5 separate regions of the Mus musculus genome follow, and regions 2, 3, 4 and 5 are each linked to region 1. Evidence: chromatin contacts called from public Hi-C and HiCAR-type data. All regions are on one chromosome and are shown on one strand. Each heading gives the region's core, a stretch centred on a gene start, on an enhancer-like site or on the middle of the called end of the contact. The rest is flanking DNA. Distances are from core to core; before and after follow the strand shown.

Region 1 (3,732 bases), core at 690-3,189:
CACATTTCTGCTCATGTTTTTCCCATGCCATTCACTAATCCTCCATTCCAAAATTTGGTTACATTTTTAATCTCTTTGACAATATCAAAGTTAGAACTGATACCCCCTTTTGCTAAGAAATGTGAAACATTAAAATATTGCTCATTCTATACTATTGCCATGTTACTGAGGATTTTTTTCCAGATTCATTAATAAATAGCACAGTACAGCATTTAGTCCAACGAATTGGAAGCTAAAAGTCTTATTTAAAAAAAAATCCTTACTACTAACACTATTTTTAAATTGCTTCACAATGTAGCAAGGGTCTTTATGGTCTTTTACTATTTGGGCTAACTTTCTCCCCATCTCCCGGTCTCCTATGCTCATTTAAACCACCCACCCCAACCTCCAGTATTCCCCCTCCCACCTTCATATCACATGTAACATACTTTAAAAGCTCCTGTTAAAAAGCCCAAATAATAACTATATAGTAATACCAACCAAAGAAAGCATTTCAGAGCCTCATTCAAATGAAATTTTAGTTTCCTGTGAGACTGATTAAACTGAAATTAAAACCTACACTTAACTGCTGGGATACTTTACATGTAAACCGGTAACCAGACCTGAGGTCATATAACAATGCTCTATTTTTATTTTCCACAAAGATAAAGGAGATACTTCATTATATATATCAGAGCAGATGGTTAGCACTGTTGGCTATTTATTTTGTTGTCTGTTAGGACCTGGTGTTAATAAGAACTTAATTCTAAAACCAGGAAAAAGTGGCATTCTATGTTTAACAAAATAGAAGATATGAGGGCTAGGAGTCTAATAGCGACAGGGAAACTTCTTATCACCTCAAACTACAATCAAGGAATAGCATAAAGGATAAATGATATTCCAAACCTACGAGTATAGTTATGTGCTAAATGTTTCATAAAGGCCATCAAATCTCTCTACAGAGTACAATTTTTTAAATCGCTAAAATTTGATTGATCCATAAAGAAAACCTCGATTCTAGCCTAAATGGACTTAGCAAGGTTTCAGGGGATTGTGGAAAAGAATGGTTTTGGACAAAAGATAGGTGATACTTGTTCCAACGAATGTGTCCTAGTGCAGTGGACATGACCAGGCCACTGAAGCGGCCCAGACAACTTAGTTGTACTGAAGAGATAGCGCTGATAGTTTGAAAAGTTCCTTTGATGTAAAGTGTATGTTAATTTCCATGGGTTTACATATTACTTAGTTTGTCGTCCAAGACCAGGCTGTTCACAGATGAGTGTAAAGGCATCTCGAAACTCAAATGTTGCAACTTCCGTCCAGGCTCTATCTGCACCCTTCAGCTTTCTAAGTCCTATTCCCGGACGGAGGGGGCGGGAAGGCGCCCTCCTTAACCACAAGGAGGCCATGCCGTCGCCAGATCTCCAGGGGAGAGAGCAGATGGCTGGGAAACTAGGGAAGAGCAAAGAAGCCAGATTCTGACCGCTGCTCAGAGCACTTGCTATCTGGGCGGTGACAGCAAACAGCGACAAAAAACTGAAGCGTGAAGGGAGAAGCGGGCGTGGGAACACCTTAAGTGCAAGGGTCCCGGGACTTTACCTGAGAACTATCCGGCTCAGGCCCAGTCTTGGGAACGGGACCTCCTCAGAACGAAGGCAGGACCCAGGGCGGTGAAAGATGTCGGGAGGGTTCCCTTCAACCCTCAAAAACCACAGCCAAATCGTACCCCTCAGCGACCTCCACCTCTACTGCTCCAGGGAACGCCCCCAACCTGCCCCAGGCCTTCGCTGCTCTCGCGATAACTCTCTGGCCAGGTCCTGTAACTCCAGCCAATCCTCGAGAGCTTGTGGGCGGGGTCTTATGTTTGAGCCTGGAGCGGTTCCTTCGATCTTGCCACTCCAAGGCCAGAGGTGGGTGGGGCTGAGGCGGGGACGGGGCGGGGCGAAGATGGGACCAAGCCAGTTCTCGCGAGACTAGGGACCAGGAAGACGCCTGCAGAGTCGGCTACTGGTGCAGCAGCGGCTGAGACGGGAGGTGCTGCTGCATACCGGGCTCCTGCCTCCCAGTCCGGCCTAGGCTCTAGGTGAGGAGAGGTGCGGTCGGCCTGGGCTGCCTAGGTGGTCGGCGGCTCTCGGGACCTAACGGGGATTCAGGCTGAGGGCCTGTCGGGCCAAGCAGGGAAGCACCCACATTCCTGACAGAATAAGATGGCGGCGATGGCGCCCGGAGGTGGTGGCAGTGGTAGCGGAGTAAATCCTTTCCTCAGTGATTCGGATGAGGACGACGACGAGGTAGCGGCAACCGAGGACCGGCGGGCAGGACTTCGGCTGGGTGCCGGGGTCGGCCTAGATCCTGGTTCTGCAGGCTCCCTGTCGCCACAGGACCCCATGGCCCTGGGAAGCAGCGCGCGGCCGGGGCTCGCTGTGGAGATGTCCGCCGCCCCGGCGGCTCCGGGGGGCAGCGGGGAGACCCCTGCCCGATTGTCAATCGATGCCATCGCCGCTCAGCTGTTGCGCGATCAATACTTGCTGACCGCCCTGGAGCTGCACACCGAGCTGTTGGAGAGCGGCCGCGAGCTACCACGACTGCGCGATTACTTCTCCAATCCTGGCAACTTCGAGAGGCAGAGTGGGACCCCCCCAGGGATGGGGGCGCCCGGGATCCCTGGCGCCTCCATCGTCGGAGGCGCTGGAGGTCGGGAACCGAGTACGACGTCGGGCGGAGGACAGCTCAGTAAGTAGGCGTCGCCTGTCACACCTGCAGATGGGGGATTAGAGTTGGAGTGCAGCTGAAGGGGATTGTGGGCGGGTACTGAGTCTAGGGTCGTCTTGAGAAGGGAGAGTATGTTGAGTGAGATGCGAGGTGTCCTGTGTACTGCAAACAGAAAGATCCTGCTGTAGCTCTTCTTTGCATTGGTTTCCGATCTTTGGCAGGTGTTGTACAGCTCCTGGCTCCCCGTTGGTGTTGGGACCTATAACATCAGGGTTTCCAGTTTATTGAGTATTATGGCACTCTAGAAAGCTTCCTTATTGCCTGGGCATTTTTCTCTAGGCAGTTTTCCTTTTTTCCCCAGGCTGTTGAATCACACTACGAGGAAATAAAATGTTTCTTAGTAATTCTTTGACTCAAGAAAAAGAACAAACAGGAAATGTCAGCCCTCTGTACTGAAGTTCAATCCACTGAAGATCTTTTGTCTTTGCTTTTCCATTATTTTGTATCATTAATATATGCTAATAAAAAGAAGGAAATGAGATGTGTCTGCTTCATAGAATGTTTTCTGTTTGAAATCAGTTTCACTACCCCAATTTCAATAGTATTCCGTATACAGGAAAGCTGTGGAACAAACAGACCAAGGATCTTTTACCAGCTTTCTTTTCAACATAGCACTGGGAAGGATTGTTTTTCTCTGAATAAGTGACTCTCACTTATTTTCTTTTTTTTTCTTTCTTTCTTTTCTTGCTACAATCATTCATTTTTAGCAGAGTAATCACTGGCCTAGTCATTATTTATATATAAGCTTTAATGAGAATTCTCACTGTCATCTTTAAGAGGCATCAAATTTTTCCATACTAATGCTAATACTTTGGTTCTGTGAACCCAACTGGAATTTACTAATAAATAAGCCTGATTGATTTCTAAATGTCTATACTTTTGCATGATACCAGAGGCTTGAAGTTGCTAAAGTTTGATGTCATAACACTGGGAAGGGTGAATTCTCTATCAGAGTAATCCTAAGCACATTTCCTTCTTTTA
Region 2 (3,732 bases), core at 714-3,213, 900 kb after region 1:
CTGATTCTGCATCTCCAGTGCCGGGACTAATGGTGTGCACCACCTTATATGGCTTGCTGGCTTTCCCTGCTCCCAAATTTGCATTTGGCACTGGACAAGAGAAAACCCCACAGCAATGCAATCATGCTATCCTACTAAGTGGCAATACTATCCTACTAAGTGGCAACTGAGCTCCCAAGTTGCAGACCTATTGCCTAGAACTTAGGATTCCAAAATGACCATTAAATAAAAGTGAACAGATGCCAGAGGTGGGACAGATAATCTTCTCTTTTACTTTGTTATAAAAGTATTTATTATAACTAGAAATAGATAAATGCCATGTTGTGGTTGATAAAGTATGGTCAGATCTATAAGCCAGAGTAACAGCCAACAATTCAGTAGGAAGCTACCACTATGGTTTTGCCTATTTTCACAGATGAACAAGAATATGTCTTTCCCAAAGATACATGCTAATAGTAGACCCAGAACTGAACTCATAGTCTTGACATAATCTCTGTGTCCCATAAGTCATTCTATAACAGGGTCCCCCTCAATATAATATCTAGATAAATGGGCTTGTTTGGAGCCAAAGTATTGTGAATAACTTGAATACAGAGGTTACCTGCTTAGTTGTAACATCTCTGTCTATTTGATAAGTTTAAATTGCAAGAAAAAGAAAACTCATTTATATCCTAAATGTGGGATGACATTGCAGAATTTACTCTTGTTTCTGCCTGTGCCCATTATCCAGTCATCTGCCACCTCCACCCATGTGGAAAGGAGCTGGCATCATTTATATGTTAACAGTGAGCATCTAAACAACAGCATATTAATAACCCAGCCTTCTCTTAAAAGCCTTTTCTTGATGAGATCTCCAGTTTTTCATTCAGGCATGAAAAATCACAGGATCTTGACCTGGCATGGGTGAACAGTGAAGTGGGAGGGGAATGGGACTGGCAATTCCAAGTTCCAGCTTTCTATCTAGTTTCTCTTTGGAATCTAGCCCAAGGGCTGCTTGCATGGCTGTCTGTGCAAAGGGCCCCCTTGACATCAGGACTTCAGTTTCAGGGAGAGAGATTTCCTGTACACAGATACAGTCAGCCCGTTTACTTGGGGCAACCTAAAAGGGAAAGAAGGGGAAATCCGAACTCTGCTCTTAGTTGTGCACAGGACCTACATCAAGAGTTTCTCTCACAAAGTCCTGTGTTCTTGTCTTCCTGCACTTTTTGTGAAGGGAAAAATTAAACGAGGAAGAAAATTCAAAGAAAGGCTACGCACCCCGTAAGGCACAAAGTGAAAGAAAACTGAGTTTTCTGCCCACTGGGCAATGGGGTCATTTTCCTCTTTTATTTCAATGTTCACCTCTTTTATTATTATTATTATTATTATTATTATTTCTCTTGCTTCGCCATTTTACCTCTTAGCATTTTTCTTTCTTCCCATACTCGTTTCTGGAATTAGGATCCTCCCTTGCCTGTCAAAACATCACTACTATGCCTTCCTGCCTGCTCTTTGCCCCCTCTCCCAAGGCTGCCATGAATTCTGGAACCAAACTCCTGTTCGGCCTTCTAGGGAGCTGCTGGACCCTCACTCACCCACTGTCTCTGTGTGAGGCTGAAGAGATAGGTTAAGTAAAATTCCAAAACAAAGTTGAATCTGGGTCAGCAAGGTGACTCAAGAGATAAGTGTGCTTGTTGTCAAATCTGGTAACCTGAGTTTGATCCTTGGGATTCAAGGTAAGCGACACCTCTACCCCAGTGCACACAAGTGAGTGAGTGTGATTAAAAGCAAGCAAGCAAACAAACAAAAGACGGAAAGAATGCAACTGGAAATGCAGTGCTTTAGAAGAGTTACCAGGCTGGGGAGGGGAGGGGAGGGCTGGGCTGGGCTCCCCAGCAGGCCCTGGGTAATTCCTGTCCTCAGTTTGACAACACTCAGGGTTCGCTGAGTATGCAAACAGGCTGCTGCTCATCCTGACTACACTGAGGTCTCTGCGCAGTTTCCATAAATTACTCCTTCAGTCATCTTGGTTTCCTCTTCTGCAGGGCGACACGGGGGCACTCCCCGCCACTTTCATCTCTTCCATTGCCAAGACAGCTTTTCCCCATGCCTGTGCATTTTCTATAAATTAGCCACACAGATTAGTCAAATTAAACTGTCTAGATTTCCCCCCAAAACTCCCATCCTCATCTTGACGGGGTATATGTGGCCCTAAGTTACTCTCACCTCCACTTTCCCACACCATCTGGTCTCCACTGACTAATGCTCAGGCCAGCAGCATCTAATGGGCGTGTTATACAGACCGATCCCCGGGGGTGGACATAAGGGGAAACACAAGTATTCTCCGTCTGGTGATAGACTAGTGCGTGTGAGGTCAGAAGGGCAGGGGAAGGAAGAACATCCTGCCATACAAGTGCAGGGACAGGGGTACTTGTGTCCACAGGGAAGTTGTGTGCAGAGGCAGGGGTACTTGTGTGCACAGGGAAGTTGTGTGCAGAGGCAGGGGTACTTGTATGCACAGGGGATGCTAGTGGCCCAGCCTGACATTTAGGTATTAAACAAATTCTCATGGAAAAGATAATTGAGATGAAAGTTGGTACTTATTACATTTCTGTCAGTCCAACCCCAATTTCTCATAGATCCTAGTCATGTGGATCCTGCTAATTTCCTTGGCAGCCCCAGATAAAGTTCTTAATGTGATTTAAGTCCCTTGGAGATTAGCACTATTATAAATATAAATGTTCAAACACAAGCAAGTTGTAACCAAATGCCCACTACACACTGGCTTTCTGTTAGCTGGAGGCTTTCAGGGGGGTATGGCTAAACGGACTCACTGGCTGATGTCAAGGCAGGGTTTCTTCTCACAGGAAGCAGCCAATATGGGTGTTAACTTGTGTATGAAATGTATAGAAGTTGGAAGAACAGCCTGGATGACAATCAGAAAACTACTAATTCAGAACTTCAAGCAAGGGTTTGGGTAGGGGACTCTAGGACTGTGATCAGAACGGGCTCTGCTTGCGGCCAACCTGCAAACCTCACCTTCATGTTCCAATTAGTTTGCATTGCTTGCACATGATGCCACCTCCTTCCCATCACCAATAGCTATAAATAGATATCAACTTGTTTGTTTATCTAAGAGAAAATAAGGTTTGAATGCTTAGAATCTGCATTTGACACCAAACCAGTGTGACTGTTTAGAGCACAGAATCTGTACACCTCGCCCAACCAGGGTTTTGATGTGGTCATCACTCACCTAGTAGAGCTGTCCCCTGGCAACACCTTGTTTGCCCAATTTGAGGTGCTCAAAAATATAAAAACATTCCTGTTTTTAGAAAATTCTAAAATGAAAGGTTATTTCATCAACTTGCCCAAATGGAGCACAAATATCCACGGCCTGTTTGCTTCCTCTCAGTTGAGAAACTATTTTACTTGGCCTTTGACTCTGTGACCTTCCTTTTCCACATTGGGAGAAATTTGGGTCTGGGGGAGAAGGAGGGAAGAAGGGAGGGGGAGAGAAGAAGAAAGAGATAGATGGAGAGAATGAGGTGAGAACCAGTCAGACTTGATTCTGAACTTGGTGTTCCTAGGGCATACTTGCCTCTTGCATTCTTGGCTGAAGGTACAGTTATCGAAGGGGAGGGAATCAAATGAAGAAATAACGGAGTATTATTACCTGGCCAGCCTGTTCCCAGTCCTGAGGAAGGTGTTACCTCACTACACCAAGTTAAGGCTGCCCTCCAACCTGTAGCAATC
Region 3 (3,732 bases), core at 484-2,983, 900 kb before region 1:
TAGACTTAAAGGCATTATAAGCTACTGGTGGCCTAATGTCAAGGAACTGCTAAGGGGCTGTATTGAATTACTGTTCCTAGCACCTACAAGTTCTGTTGCTTAGGCATTCTGATAGCTTTTTAGGCCTCATCTGCTTTATCTACTAAATTGTACAACACTCTAACAGATTCTGATGATAATATTTAGAATGATTGGATGAGATGACTTAAGTTTAACAAATCTGTCACACTACTTCTCAATAAACATTAGCTGCTCAGTATTGATAATTATATTGTTACAACTCTGAGTCCTGCTTCTAGGCATCCTGAAATCTCAGAAATGGCCCAGTTGCCTTAACTAGAACATTTAATATCGTCCTGCCCTTGAGAATTGTAGTGGTTACTTAAGTACACAGTTTTATTGGTTGTTTATATAGATCATTTGGCCACAGAGCATTTGCATGATCAATCTTTGAATAACGTACTAATCCAAGCAGACTAAGTTCTTTATTTGGGAGCTCAATGATGGGAAGAAACCCAAAAAGCTCTCACCGGAGTACTGTAGGGAAGTAGACAGGCAGAATCAAGTAGAATCTTAGCTGCTGGTCAGCTGTACCAAAGCTGCAATTAGTAACCCTTCCTGCCTCAGTAACCTCCCACTCGGGGTAGGAATGGAAGTGGTCCTTTCTAAACATGCTTTCTACGTGACCTCAGGAAGAAAGGTCAGAACTGTGAAACAGGAAGTGCCTTCTAGATTGATCATGCCTAAACCAAATCCCTCAGGTACTGTTTGATTGGTTGATTGACTTGAAGCAGGATCTCTTATTGGCCTGGAATTCACCAAGTGGGCTGGGCTGGCTGGTTAGTGAGCCCCAGGGCTCACCCTTGATCCACTTGTCTCTATCTGGTGCTTCCATTTTCCTTTTGTTTGTTGGTTTGTTTTTTATTTTGTTTTGTTTTGGCTTAGTTTAATTTGGCTTGTTTGTTTGTTTTTTCATGCGGGCTGTGGGAAACAAACTGAACATCTTGTTGGAGACACTCACTACACACTGAGCTAAATCTCCCTAATCGTTCTGAATGATTGACAGAAGATGACTTCACAACATCCCTACTTAACCCATACACCGAAAACTGTAATAGTGCTATGAGGATAAAGAAATCATGACATTTTCTAAACAGTCCACGAATCAAGCTGCCTCTCTCATCTCCCCAGGACCCATTCTCTGAAAACTGTCAATGGAGTGGGGCTGAATCCTCAAGGTCAAAGTGTTAACACCATCTTCTCTCAGACCCCTTCTTTTTTCTCTTTTTCTGTTCTTATCGTGGACTGCTTCTTCCAGAATCCAGAGTCTTCTCAAAATAAGTCACCTCAACTTCCTGGCAAAGTTTAGATGTACTCCCACCCCTACCCCCAACACTCACACTGGTGTCTTCCTGCCCTCTGTTCCCTTTCATCCCTCTCTGGGTTAGCACTTTCTAACTCCCCCAGCCAATAAAGGAGTTTAAACATTTAAATGCGGTTTTTAAACTGCATTTAAAGAATTAACCCATTTTGCCCCTCGCTGGTCTAAACCACGGGGTGCCAACCGGACTTTAATTGCTTTCTTCTGGTGTGGTTCCAGACAGCTCCTCAGAAGGAAGGAGCGCACATTCCTGGCACCAATTGGCTAATTCAATTTACTTCAACGGCATTAGCCTCTGTCAGAATATTCATGAGCGGGGAAACAAGACCCGCGGTACACGCAGGAGGCAGCCACTCGGGCTAGAAAACGCGCGAAGGAGGGGAAGAAGCGGACCGCGCGCTGGTCTTAAAGGACGGTGACCAGAAGAACCAGGCAGCTCTTTTCACCCTCCTGGCAGAGAGCTGAGGGCCGTGGGCATCAGCGGATTTGCTGCTCTTGTCATCAGCTCTCCACTGCCAGAGATCGAGCGGAGACTTTGGAAACATCCGAAGGCTGTAAAGCTGTGACACTTTTGACTTGGGGGGAAGGGGGTGGGGCGGGGGCACAGAGGCGAGCTGAGGCGAAGGGACTCGGCAGGACACCCGTTCGCCCAATGAGGAAGGCAGCGATATGAGCTGGACACCCGCCACTACGGAGTCTCCACGTCTCTGGAGAGTCGCCGGCTGTGCCAGGTAAAGCTGAGGGCTCCCGTCGGTCCCCATGCATCTGGCCCCAGGCACAAGAGGTCACTCTGGGGAAGCCAGGTGCACTGTGCACAGTCCAGCTCTGCTTAGCGCCTTCCCCTCAACTCTCCGCCGCCTAGGGGACCTCCCTGCCGACCTGGGTTCCACTTCCTGGGACTTTTCGGGGACAGGGTGCAGGAAGGGATGTACTCAGCTAGTGGCATGCTCTGTGTGTAAGAAAGCTGCTGCACAGCGGAATAGCCAGGCAGGTGGAGGGTGCTGTGCACTGGAATGTGCTCGCTGGATGATGGTGACATGGGGAGCGCGGGGTGCCAGAGCGCTTAACCTGGGCGCTTCGCTTCCCTTGAGGTCACCAGCATCTCCATACTGCCAAGGGAGAGGATGCCCGAGTCCCCAACGAGGTAGTTGTGCTCAGAGCTGAGGATCCTAGGCACCCAGTGACCGATCCTGGCTCTGGGATGAGAGGCGCCGCTGCAACAAAGCTCAGCGGTGGGAGGAGAATGTGGTGTGGTGGTGACTCTAGTCCCTGCCACCTGCCGGACATCACCAACTCCCCGGATTTCCTGTCTCACAGTCCTGGCAATCCCTGGGAAAGCTCTTAATGGAGCGCGGGTGGTTTGAGCTCTGCTTGTCCTGCTGGTGGTGTTTGGAAGAGCCCGGAGGTGATGGGGCGAGTAAAGGAGTCAGAGAAGGTGAAACATTCAGATCTACAAAGAAAATGCCTCCGCGATATCGCAAACTGTCCTTAGCACTAAGACAGAAGCTTTGCTGGCCTCCAAGCTGTGGCAGCTGAATATGGGAAGGGGGTGGGGGGGGGGGGAGGGTTACAGCTTTAAGGCAACGCCAGAGTCTTTTAGTGATTTCCTAGCTGAGCTTATGTACGGGAGGAGGAAGTGGGGCTGGAACCCTGGCACGCGAGAATAGAGGAGTTAAGCGCTGGGTAGATTCGTAGATTCGGAGTTTACTGTGAAATCAAAACAATTATTATTAACGTTGTTTTTACATGCTTGGACATCAGGAAGATTGGAGTTTGGGACTTTGATAATAGCAGGGAAATTGAGTCTGTAAGCGCTGTCCCTCACATAATGTAAGCGGACCTCCTCTGGTCTCTGATTTGCCTCCATCAAAGAAAACAAATGCCTCAGAATTGTAGTGTCAGGGACCTGGCAGAGGATTGTGAACTGTATCTAGCTGAGAACAGCACAAACAACAGAAAGTCTTAACAGTAATGCAAGGCACTGTTTCCCTATCCACAATCCGTCCTGTCTCTTCTCAAGGTGGAGGCAGAGCCACCCTGAACTCCATACTTGACCCAGCTTTTCCTTCTGCTGCCCCGGGTACTCACTTGCTTCCAGTTACAGAACCCCTACAGCCTTTTGAGCTTCCTAGTGTGAGCAACCTTCCCTTTAGTTTTAGGAGGAAGCCTCAAGGACACCTGAGGTTGGTTGCTACCCTCTTGGCTTAGCCCTTGATCAGATCTGTTCCAGGGCACAGGCTTGGCCCTGCTGAGGAAGCAGAAAACAAGGCAGGACTATGGAAGTCCTGGCAGTCACTGCGTGCAGGAGATGAGGTCAAACCTCTGTGCTGCCCACATCCTTTCCTGCCAAA
Region 4 (3,732 bases), core at 715-3,214, 660 kb after region 1:
GCAGCCTTTTGTGACTCTGCATGTAGAGACTGTACTGAGGAAGAGGTAGTTATGTTCAAGGAGCAGAGAGTAGTTCATCCCTTAAGTGGCCAATGTGCTTAGAAAGCTATGCTGATCAGCCATTGGGATTCTATGTCTGATTTTTAATACCCAGAAAGAAGAATCCAACTACATCTTACTGTTAATAAGATAGTGTTTTTAACAGTTAACTTCAAAGTTAGAGTGTCTGTTTCTCAGTGTCATTGCAGCATTTCTGACTATTTGTGTGCAACCGTACTGTCATCTTAAATAGTAGTTTTCTGCAGATGTCCACTCACTCTGGCTCTTGTAATCTTTCCACCTTGTATTCTTTGATGAGCCTTGAGCCTCAGTGCAAGGACTGTGATGTAGATTACCCATTTATAGCTGACTGCTCTTTTTCTCTGCATGTTGACCAGAGTTGGTCTCTGTGTTAACATCATCCACTACAAAAAAAAACAAACAAAAAACTGCTGAGTTATCTTGTGTGTGTAGTGATAAGAACTTAGGGAGCAGTTAATTACTATGTCCATTTAGTACTATGTCCAATAGTACCCTTTTATTTATTTATTTATTTATTTATTTATTTATTTATTGACAACACAAGGGAATCATACGCCTGAAAGCAACCTGCGAACATGACTTTCCCAAAGCCAATATAGCCATGGCTTGTTTTGCTCTCATCTTCTCCAAGATCGCTGGCTAGCTTAATCATGTTGCTCTTATTTAAACTATACATTATAATCTTGTGAAATTTGTTTCTTCTGGGATGTCTAATGATTTCAAACTAAACTCCCAATGACTCAGGAATTCCAGGCAACTCCTAGGCCTACAAAACCAAAACCTCCTCCCACAATAGGTAAGATAGGCAGAGTCTTGTGGTTCCTCATCTACATGGGCATAATTATAGAAGGTGATTGATTGTCACGTTTTTGTACCCAGGAAAGACTTTTGGGACTATAGTTCTCCAGGAAATTGTGGCAGGAGAGTCAGAAACTGGGGAGAACGTTCTAGAAATTACCACATAAAAGGTAACAGCAACAGAAAGAGCTGAATCCACCTCCAGTCTCTCCCTGTGCTTCATTGAGCCTGGAGATATTCTGAAAAGTACACACACAGTCTTGAGAGAGTCAGGTACTGTGTTGACTCATAAAAAAAGTTCCTTCCTCTTGGAGGCAGGCCACAGAGGAGATAGGGCACCTCCTAGTCCTTCTGGCTCTCCCTGTCCTGTAACTCCCATGGGTCTCTATACAGTTCATTGTGCATTGCACATGGGAACCATGCCTACTTCCAGACTTGATCCACACCTGTAGGAACTGAAGCCAGTAGTATTTGGCTACTACCAAAAGATTTCAATTTATTCATGTCATTTTGTTATTTTTTTCAGTGTTTATTATTACTAGACATTTATATTATAAGTGACATGAAGTTCACATATGATTATTAATGAATTATTCCTACTGTAAATAACACTGAAAACATGCACACATAACAAGCCAAGTGTAACATCAGATATCTGGTCAACATTTCTCTCAGTAGTGATTTGTTATTGATGTTTGTTGCTGTTCTTTGAGTGTGATTATTTACTCCCTGACAGTTTTACAGAATACTAGGAAATAGTTTGTAAAGGACTTTTTTTAAAGCATAGAAGTAGTACTATAACATTAACTTTTGTGCATTTGGTTACCTTTAATTTTTGTCTTAGAGACCTACAGTATAACTCTCTTTCCTAAGGAGACACTTGACCTCATGACCTTTGTTACTTACTTTTTGTTGTGTTTATCCACTTTGGGCTCAGATTCCTAGAAGGTACACATCAGGTCCCCCAGAAATGGTTACCATTGTGAGGGAGACCATTAAATACATTGTGAGTGAGCACATGAGAGAATGTAGTGGGACCTGCTTTTAGTCACCACTTCTTGTTATTCATACGGACTTCTTTGTAACAGGCTTTTGCGGCAACTTGTAGAAAGAAGTGAAACTGGTAATTCGTCATTTCTCTTTGGTTGAAGGTTTGATGAAAAAAAAAAAAAGAAAAACAAAACTACATAATGAGACCACTCAGGAAACATGACACGGAGATTCATAACCGAGAATCGGTAGTAGGAAAAAGAGAAAACAAGTTTTTCATTTAAAAAAAATGAACAGCGTGATTTTTTTCATTTTATTTTTTGTTTTGTGTACATTGGTGTTTTGCCTGCATGCGTATCTGTGTGAGGATATTGGATCCTCTGGAACTAGAGTTACATACAGTTGTAAGCAGCCATGTGGGTGTTGGGAATTGAACCCTGGTCCTCTTGAAGAGTACCCAGTGGTACTCTAAACAACTGAGCCATCTCTCCAGCCCCCATAATGTTTTTTTTTTCTAAAGGAGGGGGAGGGGAGAGACCAAAGCAAAGCAAAACCCACTGCCAGGCTCTGAAATACAGTTCACTCTCTTGTCACTCCCTTTACCACTCCCAGGCCAGCCTGGCATCTGTCCTGCCTGTCCTTGAAAGCATATTTCCAAAGATGTCTTGTAGAGTTTGGTTATGTCCAATTCCATGTGCTCATTTCCTCCTTTGATTTATAAACATTGCTTATGCTTCCTTGCTTGCTATACATCTGTAATGAACATTAGAAAATTTCTAAATTGACTCTGTGTGTAAATTTCTTGACCATAGAGGTGGAATGTCTCTGCTTTTATTCTGTTTCCCCTTCATATTTAGCCTAGAGCTGAATTTAGGGTGGAGAAGGACAGACACAAGGATGGTGTGCTTCAGTCCAGTTCTTGGTTTCTCTGTCACCAAAGAGAACAGAAGGTCATCCTAAGACATATAGAGGAAGGTTTGCAAAGAGCTTTGAGCAGTGGCATTCATATATGGCTCTTAAGGGATAGGTCGTAAGTCTCGTAAGATGCCTTTTGGTTGATCATATGATGTGATGCCTGAAGATCAACTTTAGTGAACCTTAGGTGTGTATGTTAGAGTGGGTGGGGTATAAATAAGCTTGGTATCACCTAAAACAAGGTGAATGTTTCTTTTGGGTGGAAGGATGAATTTAAGACTTGGAAGACTTAGAGGGAAGCAGTGAACTGAGTTACCAGTAGATGTGAAATTGGCATTCACTGACAAGGAGAGAGTGAGGAATGTGCTGGGAGAGCCCGTAAAGCTTCGTGTACAATCACGGTGCGCTATGACAGTAAACGTGGAGAGATGAGAACAAACTCCCATTTCTGTCTGCAGTAAAGATCCCTTTCTTTAAAAGTCTTCAATCTGTATTTTGGTCCACATGGAATGGGAAACACATGACCCTATTTCCTGCCTTGTCTTTCGGGCACTTTTCACATTCCAGTAATAGGAAGTTATCAAATTATTTATGCTTGCCACACTTTAACATTCTTATGCTTTGTTTAAGAAGCAATACAATTTTTATTTTATGAGTAATTTCTGGAAACTCATTTTAGTGGTGAGAGTGCTCTTAGTAAACTGGAACAAGAAGTGGCCTGGTGATGTTTTTGCAGCTCATCTGCCAGACAACCTATGCAGTACTTAGGACACTCCAGCCTTGTGGGATGCACTCTTATATGTGAAGATAGGTGATAAAGATTGGAGATAATCACGGAAGACAGGGGTTGTCCATGTAAAGGATAAAGGTAGCCGGTGCAAAGTGCTGTGGGTGAAACTGAGATTTCTAGCACTGGGTTTGAGGTTTGCCAGATGATTCAGGAATTTC
Region 5 (3,732 bases), core at 805-3,304, 570 kb before region 1:
GTAGAAGCATCACCTGTCAGTAAAAAGTTGATGGCTTTTTAGCAGAAGGCAAGAAATCAGAGGTGAGAGCTCCAGTAGAGAGGTAGGAACTGTGGGAGGTAGTCAAGGGCTAAGGATTTGTTCTGGACTCTGAGGAAGTCAGCAGGAAACTAGGAGAAGTAACTAACCATGTGGCAGACATAGAATGGAATAAATGGGTTATATAAATTACAAGATAGAGGGGAAACAAGCCCAAGTGTATGGATTGGCCTTTATTCATACATAAATAAGCTTCTGCGTCATTATTTGGGAACCAAGGAAGGGGTGGCTAAGCCTGAGGTTACATAGGCCTAATTCTTAGTTAGTTCCCTAGTCCCACTGCAGAAATTAGCTCTGGATGCAGAGAGCTCCCTTGCTTATGGTCACACCCCTTTCTAACTTAAGGGCTAAAGGTCACACAGCACATAAGGCAGCTGTATCACCTGTATTCAAAGAGTGACTCCAGCAGGGCTTAGAGCATTTTGCAAGGCTCCTAGGCACGACACCACCCAACTCCTCTCACTTTGTTTTTTCTTCTGCTTCTTTCCATTGGCACTAATTATGAAAATGTTCCCAAACAAATTCTATGTGCTGCTCTCTACACCAAAGGGCACTTCCTGTGGAACCCAATCTGTACCAATTTCCACACAGGGAGTTGATACAGTACATAGAATCACTGCACCAGGGGATGAACAATCTGCCAGTGACCTAGAGAAGTGTTTAGGTACAGGTGATTATGCAGCCCTAAATTTGAGCAAGGACTGCAGGTTTGAGGACTTAGAATAATAGGATGTTGGGGGGCAGGGGCAGGGGAAGGGGAAGGATTCTTAGATATAAGCCAGCTTCCCTGAACCTGTTCTTGGTCTTTTTCTTGGATTTGGGGATAACTTGATCATTCAGATTAGTATCTTCTATCTGTGGCTCAGTTCAGCTCAATACTCAACATAAAATATTCATTTTATGTCTTATCTTTGAATTAAAAATGTCTTTATTTCCTAAAGAGAATTTTCTATGATCAGCATAAAATCTCAGGCCGTATCCAGCTGTGTACACATTCATCAGAACTGAGATACCAATTGCCAGAATCTAGAATAAAAGCAAGATGCCACAAACAAGGCCTCCCTTGGAGGAGTTACATCCAAATCATATGGTCATATTTCATATGAACTCCTCAACCCTTGGATGAGCACATTTATTCTCACATTGGAAGGAGTTTTATAGGTTTGGGTTTGCAAAATCAATATTGAAAAGGCTGTTAATTTTCCCTGCATATCCAGTCACCCAGCTACATGTTAATGTCTGCATATAGTTTTCAATTTCAAGAGCCCAGCTTTTTGCAGAAATGTTAAATGAGGGAGGGGGAATTGTACCTTCCAAAACCTGTAAGTTTTATGTTAGATTTTTAAGCTCCAACATAGAAGAGAATAAACAGGTGTTAAACAGTTATTGCAAGCAGTGGCAAGACTTTCTGTTCCCAGTTTACAAGAGACATGAAGGACCACTACCCGGCAGGCTCCGTCTCCCTTCAACTGCCTCCCTGGAGATGTTGTAAAATAGCCTTTGCTGAAGCCAGGCTACCCCAGAATGCTGCTACTGCAAATGCTGTGACCTTAATTACTACCTCCTATTATTCAAAAACACTAATTGAGTCATAGTCCCACTGCAAGTGTGGCTTAACTTGCTGTTTTACTGCTTGCTCAGGCACCACAAATAAAAAATAATGGCAGTTGTAATTAACTCGGAACCAGCCCTATAGCCTGCCCCTCAGCCCATGACGGGTAAAGTTACGGGTAAAGTTCAATTACAAAGTAAAGTTATTAACAGAGTGAACTATGCTCATACTTTGGCCACAGATTATTTGACAGAACACAAAAATTACCCCATGCCACCAGAGCAGGAATCCCTGGAAAACTGCTGCCACTTTACTTGAGAAGGGTTTCACGGATGAGGAAGTAGCTCCATATATGTGGTTCTATGATTAGTCACTAGTCTAGGTAGAGGTATTTATTGTGGAAACACAGCAAGTGCTGCAGCAGTAAACCTGAACAGAAAAACAGACCATGAAGCAAGACTATAAGGAAATCTTACAGAAACCTATGCACACCCCACAAAGGGTTACTGGAAACCTTTGGAATTATACTTAACACGTGATAGTACTTCATACTCTAAGATGATTATCACCCAAAAAATGGACAAAAGCAAATGAGGGCAAAGTTGGGGAGAATCTGAAGCCTTGCACAGCACTGGTGAGAGTGTGAAGCCTGGTAACAATGTTGCCTAAAAACTGTAACAATAGCACTCATGCTGCAGCCATACAGCCTGACGTTTCTACTGCTAATACAGAAGAAACTCAAGACAGTTCAAGGCCTATGTCTTCACAAAAATTTGCAGAGAGCTCCCAGGTGCCTAAGGAGCAGCTTGGTTTAGAAGAGACATTTGCCGCCTCTTAAGTTTCTTCTCTGTGCCTATTTGAGCCAAGGCCAAATGAAGTCAAATCTTAGCACATACAATCCATGTGTGGCCCCACCCTCTACAGACCTAATTTTGCACAATCCTCAGGATAGGAAGAATCAAGATTTCCCCCCACCCAATCTGGTAATAAATATTAAGTTGTTTCAGTCTAATCTCAAGTAATCTTTGTAGAATGAGAATCGTGTCAACTGACTTATCTAGGATTGCTTGACTACATTGAATGATGAGGAGGGAGAATATATATATATATATATATATATATATATATATATATATGTGTGTGTGTGTGTGTGTGTGTGTGTGTGTATTTATATATATATATGTATGTGTGTGTATATACACATATACACATACACACACACACACACACACATATATATATGTATATATATATTGAGGGCGTGGAGGTCATGGCCTGTGTGTAGAGGTCAGGGACAATTGCATTAATTGGTTCTCTCATTCCACAATGTGGGTTCCAGGGGTCCAGCCCAAATTGTCATGTTTTCTGGAAGCATTTTTTTTTACCTGTAGAGTTGTCCCACCAACCCAGTCAGGGGAATATTCCAATCAGCCACCCATTTGTCCCTCTTTCTCTGAGACAAATAATATAGGAGATGACAAATGTAAAGGCTTGGCCCTCAGGAAGGGAAATGATAAATACATATTTAAACTCTTAAAATTTTTCCTTTTATCATATTGTTAACACATTAAAAAATATTTTTTAAGTTTTAGTTGACATTCACAAATTGTACACGGCACATGATGGTTTGATCATGGTAACCTGGAAGCATATTATTGCTTAGGGTGGGGAACATACAACGTCCTTTCTTAGATATTTTGGAATATATAATTAATTGTCATCAGCCATGCTTATTATTGCACTCAAAACATTGGAGGCTCTTTCTCCAACGCAGTTGCAGCTCTGCACATGGTAACCACCATCTCTGCTTCTCCTCTCCCCAACCCCCTTCCTAGATTATGGCAATGCTGATTCTATACCCTGTTTCTGTGAGAGCAAAAGTTCAGCTCTTGCATGCAACTGAGAAGATGCAGTATTTGCTTTCCTGTATGTAATCTATTCTGTGTAACATCGTGTTCTCCAGATTCATACATGTTTGTGGAAGATTTATCCTTTTATAACAGCTGACAAATACATTGTTGTATATTGTAATACATTGTATTTTTTTATATAAAGGTGTTGACAAATTAAGCAGTTTATTCAGCAAAGAAAAAATTATAAAT

The links. Hi-C and Micro-C count contacts between places; a contact is called where the count stands out from the background. HiCAR-type assays count read pairs that join an accessible place to other places.
Region 2: a Hi-C map of B cells shows a contact between it and region 1, with 10 read pairs. The contact joins the enhancer-like site here to the promoter of Relch in region 1. A contact is called at or near these places in 1 of 39 promoter capture datasets (pre-B cells), 1 of 484 Hi-C or Micro-C datasets (B cells) and 1 of 9 other capture datasets (liver).
Region 3: a contact with region 1 is called in a HiCAR-type map of astrocytes, with 3 times the contacts expected there. The contact joins the promoter of Cdh20 here to the promoter of Relch in region 1. A contact is called at or near these places in 4 of 39 promoter capture datasets (cranial neural crest, embryonic stem cells, hippocampal neurons and 1 more) and 1 of 115 datasets of contacts at active chromatin or transcription factors (astrocytes).
Region 4: a Hi-C map of B cells shows a contact between it and region 1, with 11 read pairs. The contact joins the enhancer-like site here to the promoter of Relch in region 1. A contact is called at or near these places in 3 of 39 promoter capture datasets (the 3T3-L1 cell line, the C10 cell line and stem cell-derived epiblast-like cells) and 1 of 484 Hi-C or Micro-C datasets (B cells).
Region 5: a contact with region 1 is called in a HiCAR-type map of kidney, with 4 times the contacts expected there. The contact joins the enhancer-like site here to the promoter of Relch in region 1. A contact is called at or near these places in 12 of 39 promoter capture datasets (the HPC-7 cell line, cranial neural crest, embryonic stem cells and 6 more), 11 of 115 datasets of contacts at active chromatin or transcription factors (acute myeloid leukemia, embryonic hindbrain, embryonic stem cells and 3 more) and 2 of 9 other capture datasets (adipose tissue and embryonic stem cells).

Annotation. Positions count from the first base shown.
Region 1 is chr1:105,661,922-105,665,653 of GRCm38.p6, forward strand. Relch (RAB11 binding and LisH domain, coiled-coil and HEAT repeat containing) reads left to right here and starts at 1,940. Exons shown (of 29, transcript NM_173187.4): 1 at 1,940-2,712. The coding sequence starts at 2,187. It overlaps Pign (phosphatidylinositol glycan anchor biosynthesis, class N), which reads right to left and starts at 1,755. Exons shown (of 31, transcript NM_013784.3): 1 at 1,579-1,755.
Region 2 is chr1:106,559,273-106,563,004 of GRCm38.p6, forward strand. The region is part of intron 1 of Bcl2 (B cell leukemia/lymphoma 2); the gene reads right to left. Among named protein-coding and RNA genes, the nearest start is that of Mir3473f, 15 kb to the left of the region's middle. Within about 2 kb of position 1,964, at least 23 of the 459 cell types and tissues checked have an H3K27ac peak or open chromatin away from gene starts, as enhancers often do. A contact at or near this core is called in B cells, where this site is marked.
Region 3 is chr1:104,766,787-104,770,518 of GRCm38.p6, forward strand. Cdh20 (cadherin 20) reads left to right here and starts at 1,734. Exons shown (of 12, transcript NM_011800.5): 1 at 1,734-2,112.
Region 4 is chr1:106,319,622-106,323,353 of GRCm38.p6, forward strand. All of the region lies in intron 4 of Phlpp1 (PH domain and leucine rich repeat protein phosphatase 1), which reads left to right. Among named protein-coding and RNA genes, the nearest start is that of Phlpp1, 150 kb to the left of the region's middle. Within about 2 kb of position 1,965, at least 61 of the 459 cell types and tissues checked have an H3K27ac peak or open chromatin away from gene starts, as enhancers often do. A contact at or near this core is called in B cells, where this site is marked.
Region 5 is chr1:105,087,342-105,091,073 of GRCm38.p6, forward strand. No RefSeq gene overlaps it. Among named protein-coding and RNA genes, the nearest start is that of Gm29012, 27 kb to the right of the region's middle. Within about 2 kb of position 2,055, at least 13 of the 459 cell types and tissues checked have an H3K27ac peak or open chromatin away from gene starts, as enhancers often do. A contact at or near this core is called in kidney, where this site is marked.